2 separate regions of the Mus musculus genome follow, and region 1 is linked to region 2. Evidence: chromatin contacts called from public promoter capture Hi-C data. All regions are on one chromosome and are shown on one strand. Each heading gives the region's core, a stretch centred on a gene start, on an enhancer-like site or on the middle of the called end of the contact. The rest is flanking DNA. Distances are from core to core; before and after follow the strand shown. Region 1 holds the start of Kng2 (kininogen 2). Region 2 holds the start of Etv5 (ets variant 5).

What was found. Promoter capture Hi-C pulls out the DNA fragments that hold promoters and counts their contacts.
Region 1: a contact with region 2 is called in a promoter capture Hi-C map of the SN4741 cell line, with 3 times the contacts expected there. The contact joins the promoter of Kng2 here to the promoter of Etv5 in region 2. A contact is called at or near these places in 3 of 39 promoter capture datasets (the 3T3-L1 cell line, the SN4741 cell line and liver).

The regions. Positions count from the first base shown.
Region 1 is chr16:23,025,466-23,030,591 of GRCm38.p6, forward strand. It overlaps Kng2 (kininogen 2), which reads right to left and starts at 3,636. Exons shown (of 11, transcript NM_001102409.1): 1 at 3,250-3,636; 2 at 1,583-1,693. The coding sequence starts at 3,444.
Region 2 is chr16:22,437,718-22,442,421 of GRCm38.p6, forward strand. Etv5 (ets variant 5) reads right to left here and starts at 1,853. Exons shown (of 13, transcript NM_023794.2): 1 at 1,800-1,853.

The sequences.
Region 1 (5,126 bases), core at 2,386-4,885, 590 kb after region 2:
AGGAGGAGCTTCGAATTTGATTTCCCCCTCAGTTTCAGTGGGTGTCTGCTCTTTACATAAACTTCAGCTTAACCTCTTAGAACCTCCCACTTCCACACTGCTGGCTGTGAGTTGTTCCTGCTGCCCGGGTGTCTCTCACTGCCTCAGTTTACCCACCGTGTGGAAACAGCACCACAGGTACTTGACAGGTTGCTGTGGAGAGTCAGTGTGCCAACACACAGGAAGTGCCTGACAGAGCAGCACACTGTCGGTGCTTATACAGAGGCTGTCCACTCTCAGTGGTGAACACTGTCAAATAGGGTTGACTTGGCCTTCACTTTTGCCCACTGTCCTGAGTATCAACAGCTGTTGTGTGAAGGTCGAGACCACCCTGCTGTCTTCTGGTAGCTCTGAGGGACTGCAGGGCACAGCAGCTGACACACAAGCTCTCTGAGGGCAGAGCCGGAGTGGCAGTCCTGGTCTCCTAATCTGGACCATGGAGCTGTTACAACTGTGAATGAGCACAGGGCTTAAACACATAAAGGATGTTGACATCCTGGCTAAGAGGGGAATCCTAGCCTGTGAGAAGACTGGCTTGCTTCTCAGGCAGAGACTCCCCTCTCACCAGTGCAAGGCAACCAGCAGGTGCTACAGCCAGTATTCTTTAAGAAGCTTATTGTTAACAGATCCTTTGTATAATGTACCTAGCTTCAGCCTCTTGCAGCCAGTGACGTCGACATTGTCTCATTTTAACAGGATAAAGCACCAACTGAGGGAGGCCTTGCAGCAGAATCAACATTTGTACTGAGGCTCAGTATAGCTGACACTCCCATATTCTTCCTTCACTAGACTGTGAACTCAGCCCAATGTCTTCCTGTTGTCTCCCTGGGGTCTGCTGCACAAGCTTTGGTTGCTTATGGGGAGCATCCTCTAGTGAGTGGAGAGACACTTGTTTACTGTTGGCATATTTCTGGTTCTCGTGTCTTCTCAGGAACACAGATATGGTGTGGGTAAATTTTCTACATATTACAAGGTTCTTATCTTTCATAAACAGGCTCTATAAAATAAACCATTCCCTTATAATTAACCACAACAACAAAAACCAGTCTCTGATGACTGGGCGAGCATGCTAGTGTATACACAGAACAGAGTACCATAGATGTATGAACAATTATACCTTTGCCACTTGCAACATGGAAGGAACTGGAAGCCAGCAGGTTAGTGAGAGCATCTAGGGACAGGATGTCAAAGGCTGACAGGGGGTGATGTCACCTAAGGTAGGAGCAGAAATGTAGTCACCAGCAGTTGGAAGCTGGGACAGGACAGGGCTGGCCAAGGATCACTTAGTGACAGATAGACTGGAGTGGACACAGATGACAATGTTATACTGTTCACTGCAAAACAGCTAAAAGGACTTTGAATTTTGTCACCATGAACAGCTGATGACTGAGTGACAGGGGGCCCTGCTGTAAAAAAGCACCTAGGAACCAAGTGGCCAGGAGTGCCCCACACTGGTACAAGTTTCCCACTGATCTGTGCATCTCACAGCACCCTGAGGGTTGCGTGGGGCAGGCTGGGGCTTTCCTATAAAGAGCACACTCACGGCTTCCTCAGAGTCCTTGAAGTCACAGTCCTGCCACGCCAGGCCTCTCTGAGCAGAGCAGTTGCCCTCCTTGATTTGATAATTGAAGGAATAAAAGGTTGCAGAGCCATCCTGAGGAAAGCAAGGGTGAGACCTGGAGTCACTCAGGGGATACTGACACATTACAAACAGCAGTCCTGAGCAGACGCAAGGACAGCCATGTTTATTAAAAAATAAATGTTTACATGTGTATAAATACTCCTTGGACTGATGTTCATAATATGCTTATACTCCCAGTGATTTCAAAGCAGTATCCATAGTACTATCCCTGCCCTCTTTTATGTAAACCCTGGTTTACATGTATGTACATATATGAGTTCAACATCTCTGGGTGAAGCTGGGCATAGGATGAAGCCAGGAATCCCAGTAGCACGCTTGGTGGATTGAGACAGGAAGACCTTGAGTTCAAGGCCAGGAGAGCTACATGGACCTTGTACAAGGAAACTCCCATGGGCCCCATCTGTCAGCAGTGGAGACACGAGGGGATATGGCTCTGAGGGGAGGAAGCAGACTGCAGGCTGTGCTGCAGAGAGAAATAAAGACTTCCCTTCACCTTCTGAATCACACATGCCTGTGTCCCTCAGGGCTTTCTGTTTATCCTCATGGCGTCAAAGGATTGGGATTTTTTCATGCTGAAATAATGTGACCAATCCAAAGAAAGTCTTTTACATGAAATTTGTTTATTCAAAGATTTTTAAATGTAAATTCTTAATTTTTATCTTAAGAGTGTGAGTGTATGCCCAAATGTATGTATGTATACTATGTGTGCCTGGTGCCCAGGATGGCCAGAAGACACACTGTAGTCCCTGGAACTGGAGTTAGAGATGGTTGTGACTACCATAAGTGCTGGGAGCTGATCCCAGTCCACTGCCCGCATGAGTAGCCAGTACTCTGAACCACTGAGCCATCTCTCTAGCCTGTAACTTTATTTTTAAAAAAATCTTAAAGAAAGTTTTTTCTCTATGCACCCTGCTTTCATTCCTTTCCTACCTGCGTGCACTGACAAAGCAGTAAGAATATAGAGAAAACCTGCCAAAGTGTTCTCCGGATGGAGCGTAGGTGGCAGAGTCCTGAGGTTGATTCCCCAGTATCACAGAAACCTGGCATGGGGGCACAAGCCTGTATGTGTAGCACCAGGGAGATGAAGGCAGGAGGATCAAAAGTTTAAGGTCATTGTCAGCTACACAGCAAGTTTGTGGTTAGTCTAAAGCTAAATGACACCATGGCTCAACCTCCCTGCCCCCCAAACTAAAGAAAGCTAGTGGAAACATTACTATTAACCTCAAAGAATCAGCCACACACAGGCAGTGCTAGATACTTGGTCCAAAGCAATAATGCCAACTCTCTTCTTACTCCCTGTATTCATCCCAGGAGGGAACTCTCCCTTAAGTCTGGAAAATGACTAAGTTCACAGATGCAGTGGATTCCCCTGCTGCAAGCTGACTGCATTGCTGGATTCCCCACTATGCCTGTCCCTTTTGAACATCTCCATCTTCTGTGGTTTCTTTCTTCCTGGGATACTGCTTTCATGATCGCCCAGGAAGACTAAGGACCGGCCATCTCCAACCTCTACCCCTGTGCCTGAGAGCACCAATTACAAGTGGTTTCACAGGAAAGCTGTTACTCACCATTTTAGCGCGCTTGGTCACTCGGTACAACACAAACTGGTTGCCGCTTTGTAACCTAGCATTAAGCTTCTTCAGAGAGGCATCCACAGCCTGAAATACAGCCTCATCATTGCAGTCAATTTCCTGCGCTTCTTCTCCCTGTGTTAAAGTCAGCAGGAGTCCGGAGCAGAGGAGCAGTGTAGTAATGAGCTTCATGATTTAAGGGTCCCTCTAGAACTGAGGGACTGTTTTGCCAAGAATGGGAAACCAACTCAGAAGCTGATTTTGGCAGCCTCCGGGCTCTGATCTCTCCTGCCTCAGCTCTCTCTGCCTCACCACTTAGGCCCCTATTTAGATTCTTGAAGTCACCTCTTGTGTGCCCTCTTCCCAGAGAACAAACAGGACTCTGCTTGAGATCCAGCCAGGTATGGAACAAGAGCATTGCAACATGGGATTGTTGACCTGTTTGCCTTTGGAAAGAATGTGGGAGTGCAAAGCCCATTTCTCAAGCATTGCTCAACTCTCCACAGTGAATTAAAGCAGAAACCAGTAAAAGGAGCTAAAACCAACAACCATTTCCAGTATCCTCTTGCTACTCTTGGCCCAGTTACAAAGGGCTCTGCGTACGTGAACAATGAGGACAATGTAGAAATACCTACCACACAATATTGCTTGTGGCATGTTGGAGTGTACAGACACAAGGTTTTGTCAGCTCTGGTGTGTTCTTGAAAAGCACATGTGCAGGACCATCAGTCACATGCTGGGAGCTCCACCCAGGACACTAGCAAATCTGACAAACCATGGGCATCCTGTCTGGCCTCTGGCCATGCCAACCTCTCTGCTGGGTTCTATTGGTCTATGTGAAGAAGGGGTGGGGCCAGCAGATTCTCACCTGATTCAAGTGCTTGCCTCACAAGCCTCAGGCTGGCAAGCAGAGTTTGAAGCCAGGAGTTCACAGAACACCTCTGGATGGTGACACACAATTGTAACCCTGGTATTCCTACTTTAATCCAGAAGGGGAAGGCCAGAGGATCACCAGGAAGTTTAGGTACCCTGGAGTTTGTAAGCAAGAAAAGCAAAGAGACCTGTCTTACCAAGGTGTCCGGGGAGGCATCCACTCCTGAGAGCTCTCTGACATCCACATGTGGGCTGTGGCTTTTGTGTGCCTGCATACACACATTCTCATCCTTTCTCTGTCTCTCTCACAAATACAGAATAATACTGATAATAATAATTTTAAAAAGGAATAAAAGAAAAGAAAGGAAAGACAGATGGAAGGAAATTAGGAAATAAGAAAAAGAAGAAATAAAAGTAATAAAGAAATCTCAAAAGTTGGCTTCTGTGTGGTTGATGGGAATTTCTAGTGTGAGCTGGAGTCTGCCTGAGAGGCCCGGAGGCCTGGAGCCAGGTGCTGTCACCGTGTGCTGAATGGGAACTTTATAGAAGTGCAGCAGGAACAGGCACTGGGCCAGAGGTCCTAAGGAATGCCAATGTAGCTCTACCCATGACCTTCTATGTGACTCGGTCTGTACAGGTGTGTGCACATATGCCAGTGTGCATGAGTTTCATGCTTGGCTGAGTGTGTGCCTCAGTCTCCGTGTATGTGTTCTTCTGTGTGTCCGGATGTGAACAAGTGTAGGTTTGTATCTCTGCCCATGTGTGTATGAGTCAGAGTCAGAGAACCTTCGCATCAGGGTTTCTTCCCCTGAACGATGTGGAAATCATAATACCTCAATGGGATTGTTTTAGGGTTTTCACAGAAATCCTTTTATTTTGAGCAAGTTTCAGAAGTGAAACCTGAGACACTTAAGCTTTCACGTAACCAAAACAGCCTAATACCACGCGTCACAGAAGCAAAGACAAGAGAAGACAGGGGTTGAAGAGAAAACAAGGCAGAG
Region 2 (4,704 bases), core at 603-3,102:
CAGGCCTAACTAGCATTTTCTTTTAAGTTGTACACAAACTAGGGAACACTTTTCACAGTAACCATTTCCATCTGACTTGTTTTTCACGCTGTGAGCACCATATCAAATTTTCATAAGTGAGCAGGATACAAGAAAACCCTTCACAGCCAGCACTTGGCCCAAGTAATCAGATATTTTCAAAGTCAAAGGAAAGAGAGTTCGCAACTTCCTAGAAAAACACTTCTGCCAGCTTGCCTTCCTTCCACACAGTGCAAACATCGTTCAGAATGAGGCCTCTCTTGAATGTCACCAACCAGGACCCAAATCTGAGAATCTTTAGTAGACTGTGGAGAAGAAAGAATTCTGTGCTGTATTTTTAAAAATTTTGACTAAGTTGTGGCCTCAGAAATTCTTAAATGTCTGTTGTGGGTTAAGAGAACAACGTGTAGGAAAACCAGAGGATAAAATATTTTTAGAAGCTCATGATGCGCAAAAAAATATCCTTTGAAAAAAATCGGTAAAAAGAAACTTCCCTAAGAGATTCCAAAAGCAGCAGCAAGGATCTTCTAAGCAGCCCTTCGAGTTCAAGAGCTGGAAACGTCGTGTTCAAAGTATCTTTTAAAAGCCTGCAGGGAAGGCTTCGGTTCATCCTGGAGTTTAAACCACTTCCTTTGTGTCGTCGTAGTCGCTCCCCCCCCCCAGCCCCCAAATCCAGGGTGCCCCCAGGAAAACTTTAACTGGGCGCAGCGACCGGATCGAGGCCCCTCCCCGTGGCGCGCAGCGAGCCTGGTTTTATGAATGGGAGATGGAGCCGCGGCCGCCACCGCAGGTAGAGGCTGTAACTGGATCCCTCGCGCCCGGCCCCATTCACAAAACAAGACACACTTCCACCCAATTCCCAGCCTTCCCATTCATGAAAACTCCTTCAGCTGCGCCCCCGCCCCCACTCCCAACGCACGCTTAGCCTCCGACGCAGGCCCCTCACCCCAGCGTTTTAGGAAGAAAGCTCAATGCTTCATTCACAAAAAAAAAAAAAAAAAAGGGAGAAAAAAAAAAAAGCCTCAGAGCTCAGAGCCCAAGAAAGAAACCTGCTTCATTCATAAAGTCACCCACATTCAGAAAACGAGGTGCAGCGCTGGCCGATACCAGCAGCCTCATTTGCTCCTGATCACACATGCCGCCTCCCCTCATCACCCCCTACTTAATCAGTACCCCCTTTGCGGGGGAGACCCCGAATCATTCACGAGGTTCCAGCACACTCTCGGCAGCCTCGGAACCGGTTCTCTCTTCCCCCAGGCCGTGGCTCAGGCGGCCCCAATACCCTCAGCCCTAAGAGGAGGGAGTGGGGGGCTGCGGGCCCGCTGCCCAGTCTCCAACTTGCCAGGCCTGCAGAAGTTCGGGCAGATCCTGCACCCTCAGGCTGCACATGTCGGTGTCATTTAACTCTCGGGGTTCTGAAGCAGAACCCCTGAAACTGCTGCTCGCCTCCCCCCACCCCCCATATTAAGAGTCGCGGAGCGTTTCTTCTCGCGAGCCTCCCAGGGCCCTCGGGGGCCCACAACTTCGCGCCCCGCACCCCGTTCTTGCACCCCGCTTCTGTAGCCTGAGCCGGGCACCCCGCTCCCTGCACCCGCTCCAGCACCCCGGGTGCCTCCTCCGCGGCGTGCGGAAACCCGTTCTCCGCTCGCTCCGGAACCGCTAGCCGCCCCCGCCCGAAGCCTCCCAGGAACCGAACCGAACCGGGCCTCGGGGGGAGGGGGCGGCTAGCTCCGGGAGTCACCCCAAGCACGCCCAACTGAGGACCCAGAACCAGTCCGCACCTGAGCGGCCACTCCGCGCGCCCGCCTGCGCGCCTCCGTGGCGGGCTGGGCCGCAGCGATCGGGGATGAAGACCGCTCTGCGCGCCGGCCTCCGGACTCTGCGCCGCCCTGCAACCCGCTGCAGCACTGGCCCGGCCCCCGCCGGCTCCGCCCGCCGCCATTGGCCCGCAGCCCAGAGCACACACGTCCCCATTGGTCGGCGGCCATCCCCGCGGCTGCCCATCACCTCTTGTTTACCCTGTCTTCAGGCAAATCCAGCTGGGCCGCCCCATCATCTGCGGCGCCCATTGGCTAACGGTCGGCCTCCCTCAACGCCCTCAGAGGTCTGTTTTACATAATTTATGCGCTGGGCGCCATTGACCAATCAGCACCGGCTTGTTTATATAATGAATGTAAGGACGTTTTTCATTCATAAAAAACGCGACCTGAGGGGGAAGCTTAGCTGAGTCAGTGAAGCTCTTAAAGGGGCCACTCGCGAAGTTCCCCCTGGCCTCGGCCTGCACCGCTCCTCCCGCCACCCCCGCGCGGGGCCGCTTGGCGCCAGGCGTTCGCAGCTGCAGCAGCGAGCTAAGTTATCATTTTAGAACTCAGGCGAGAGGAATTCGTCATTCCACACACAGAAACTCGCTGACCCTGCCTGGGCGTTCGGCCCATAGAAACACAAAAAACGGAAACCGAGCCCTCTAATCTTAGCTACCTTGAAGAGAAGCCTTAATTTTTTTTTTAAACCAGGTTTCCAGTGGGAAAAAAAAGTAGTTACCTTCCTTTAAAAACCTGAGCTTTTCCAGATCTTAGTGATGTACCCATGTTGCCAAAGCCTAAGGCCCGACCCGATCGCGTCTTCTCGGGCTAATAATTGCCTCTGAGCTCTACAGGCAAGAGGCTACAGCCAGAAACCCGGTTCGTGGATCGCACCGGGCCGGTAGAGGGCCTTGGAAGCACAAATCCCTTTGAAACGTGCGTGCAGTTAGACCGCTTGCTTCTCTCCCGGGCTGCTTGTTTTCCATTTAAGTGTTGAATGCAAGATGGTGTGTTTGCGAATTAGATCCCGTGCAGCTGGGAACCGGGAGAAGCAGTGTTGCTTGCCAAAGGATCGGGCATTGACTGCAGTTGTTGAGATTCTTAACAGGGTGTTCCAGGAAACAAATAAAACAATCCTCTGCCCCTTCCAACTCCTCGTCCTGCTCCTGCCACCGACAATGGCCGTTCTCTTCTTTTCCCAAGGACGCTAGGGTGCTTGTGAACGAGTTCTGTTCTCTACTAACCGGGCAGCAAGGTGTCAGCGTTTGGAGAGTTGAGCCTCAGCAAAGCGGGTCCCAAGTTGTTACCCTAAGGGTGCCCAGTGCCCCACAGTGAAACACGTGGTGTGGATTTCTAGTCCGCGGCCTTTCCCCCCTAAGCTTGTGGATCAGAGCTGGTACTTGGTGTGTTGATTACAGTCCTTGACCAGTTTGAATGCTGGGATGAGACCTGCACCCAGGTTCAGTGGGCTGAGTTATCGGTTTTGCCGGAGACTGGGAAGGGCACCAGTTGAAGTGTGGGCAGGTGCTTTGAACTTTTAACGAGCAGTTCCTTGATATTTAATTTCCTGCCTGAGCACAGTGCTTCCCTTAGCTCCTATTCTAGTTGGTGGCTATAGAGTTTGTCCTCTTGTACCCGTGTTCCCAGCTTGTTTCTGACGTCCTGAAGGCTTTCAATTCAGCAAGGCCCACACTAGTTCCAGATCCTCTCTCACCGGCTTGGTCCCATCACCGCCATCCCTCCCTGTTCTCATCCCAGGCCAACCTCCTGCCTGGTTGAAATTTCTTCAAGAATTTCCTACTCCCCTTTGCTTAATTGTCTCAGATCCCAGTCCTCTAAAAGTTCTGTGGCTTGCTGTATCAGCTCCAGTGCAGGCCTCTTCACAGTGGTTCCTTCACATTCCTTACACTCCACGCCTGGAGTGTGGCTGTTGTGACCTTTGCCTCAGACCGAAGCTCTCCATTCCTCCTTGAGAAGAGAAATTTGAAAGTGTGTAGCAATAAACAGGGGCTAACTGGAATGAGGGAAAGTATTGTGTGTCATACTTGATTTATGTATTTGTTACTCTTTGAGACAGGACCTTGATACGCAGCCGGTTTGGCCTGGAACTCACTATGTAACCCAAACTCACCTCCAGCTAGTTGTCTATTCTTCCCCTCCTCCTAGGTGTTGAGAAGGCAGTCATGTGCCCAGGAGTCCTGGGTAGTTATGGTAGTTTGGGAAGATCATTGAGAACTTGCCTAGAAGGCACAAAGTCCTGGGTTATAGACCCAGCACCACAGAAAAGAGAGAAGTTGATAGCCACAGTATCATATGTGGGGAATTATGCTTCATTAAAGCTATTGGTAACTAATAACTTAGTCATCCAGCAAACATTTAGGATGTACCAGATATTCAGCCAGATCCTGTGCTGGGCTATAAATAAATAAATAATAAATAAATAACATAGAGATGAATGATCTCCAGGGGTTGCCTTGGGCAGCCCGTAGTCACACAGCCCTCCACAGTCTAGCTATGTCCCCACAGTGAGGCAGTGAGAAGACATTCATCACTATTAATATCTCCATTCTACAAATGAGAAACTGAGGTGCGACAGGAGTCCCACCCAGCAAGGACATCCGAACAGAGTCCAGAGGCCAAAATGGCTTCCACTCCTCTCTTGCTTCTCTATCCCCATTCACATCCCACTGTCTTTCTCTTGTTATCTCTGCCAGATAGGAGAGTTAAGGGTAATACGAGAAGTTTCTAGTCTAATGCGCTGGATCTCCGCTCCTAAGAACATATTTACATAGGGGATTTGTAGAACAAGTGCTCTAATTATCATTCCTTCCCCTCCAGGAGAGAAACAGTTTTGGAAAAGGAAACAAAAAGAGGCCCACCCCCT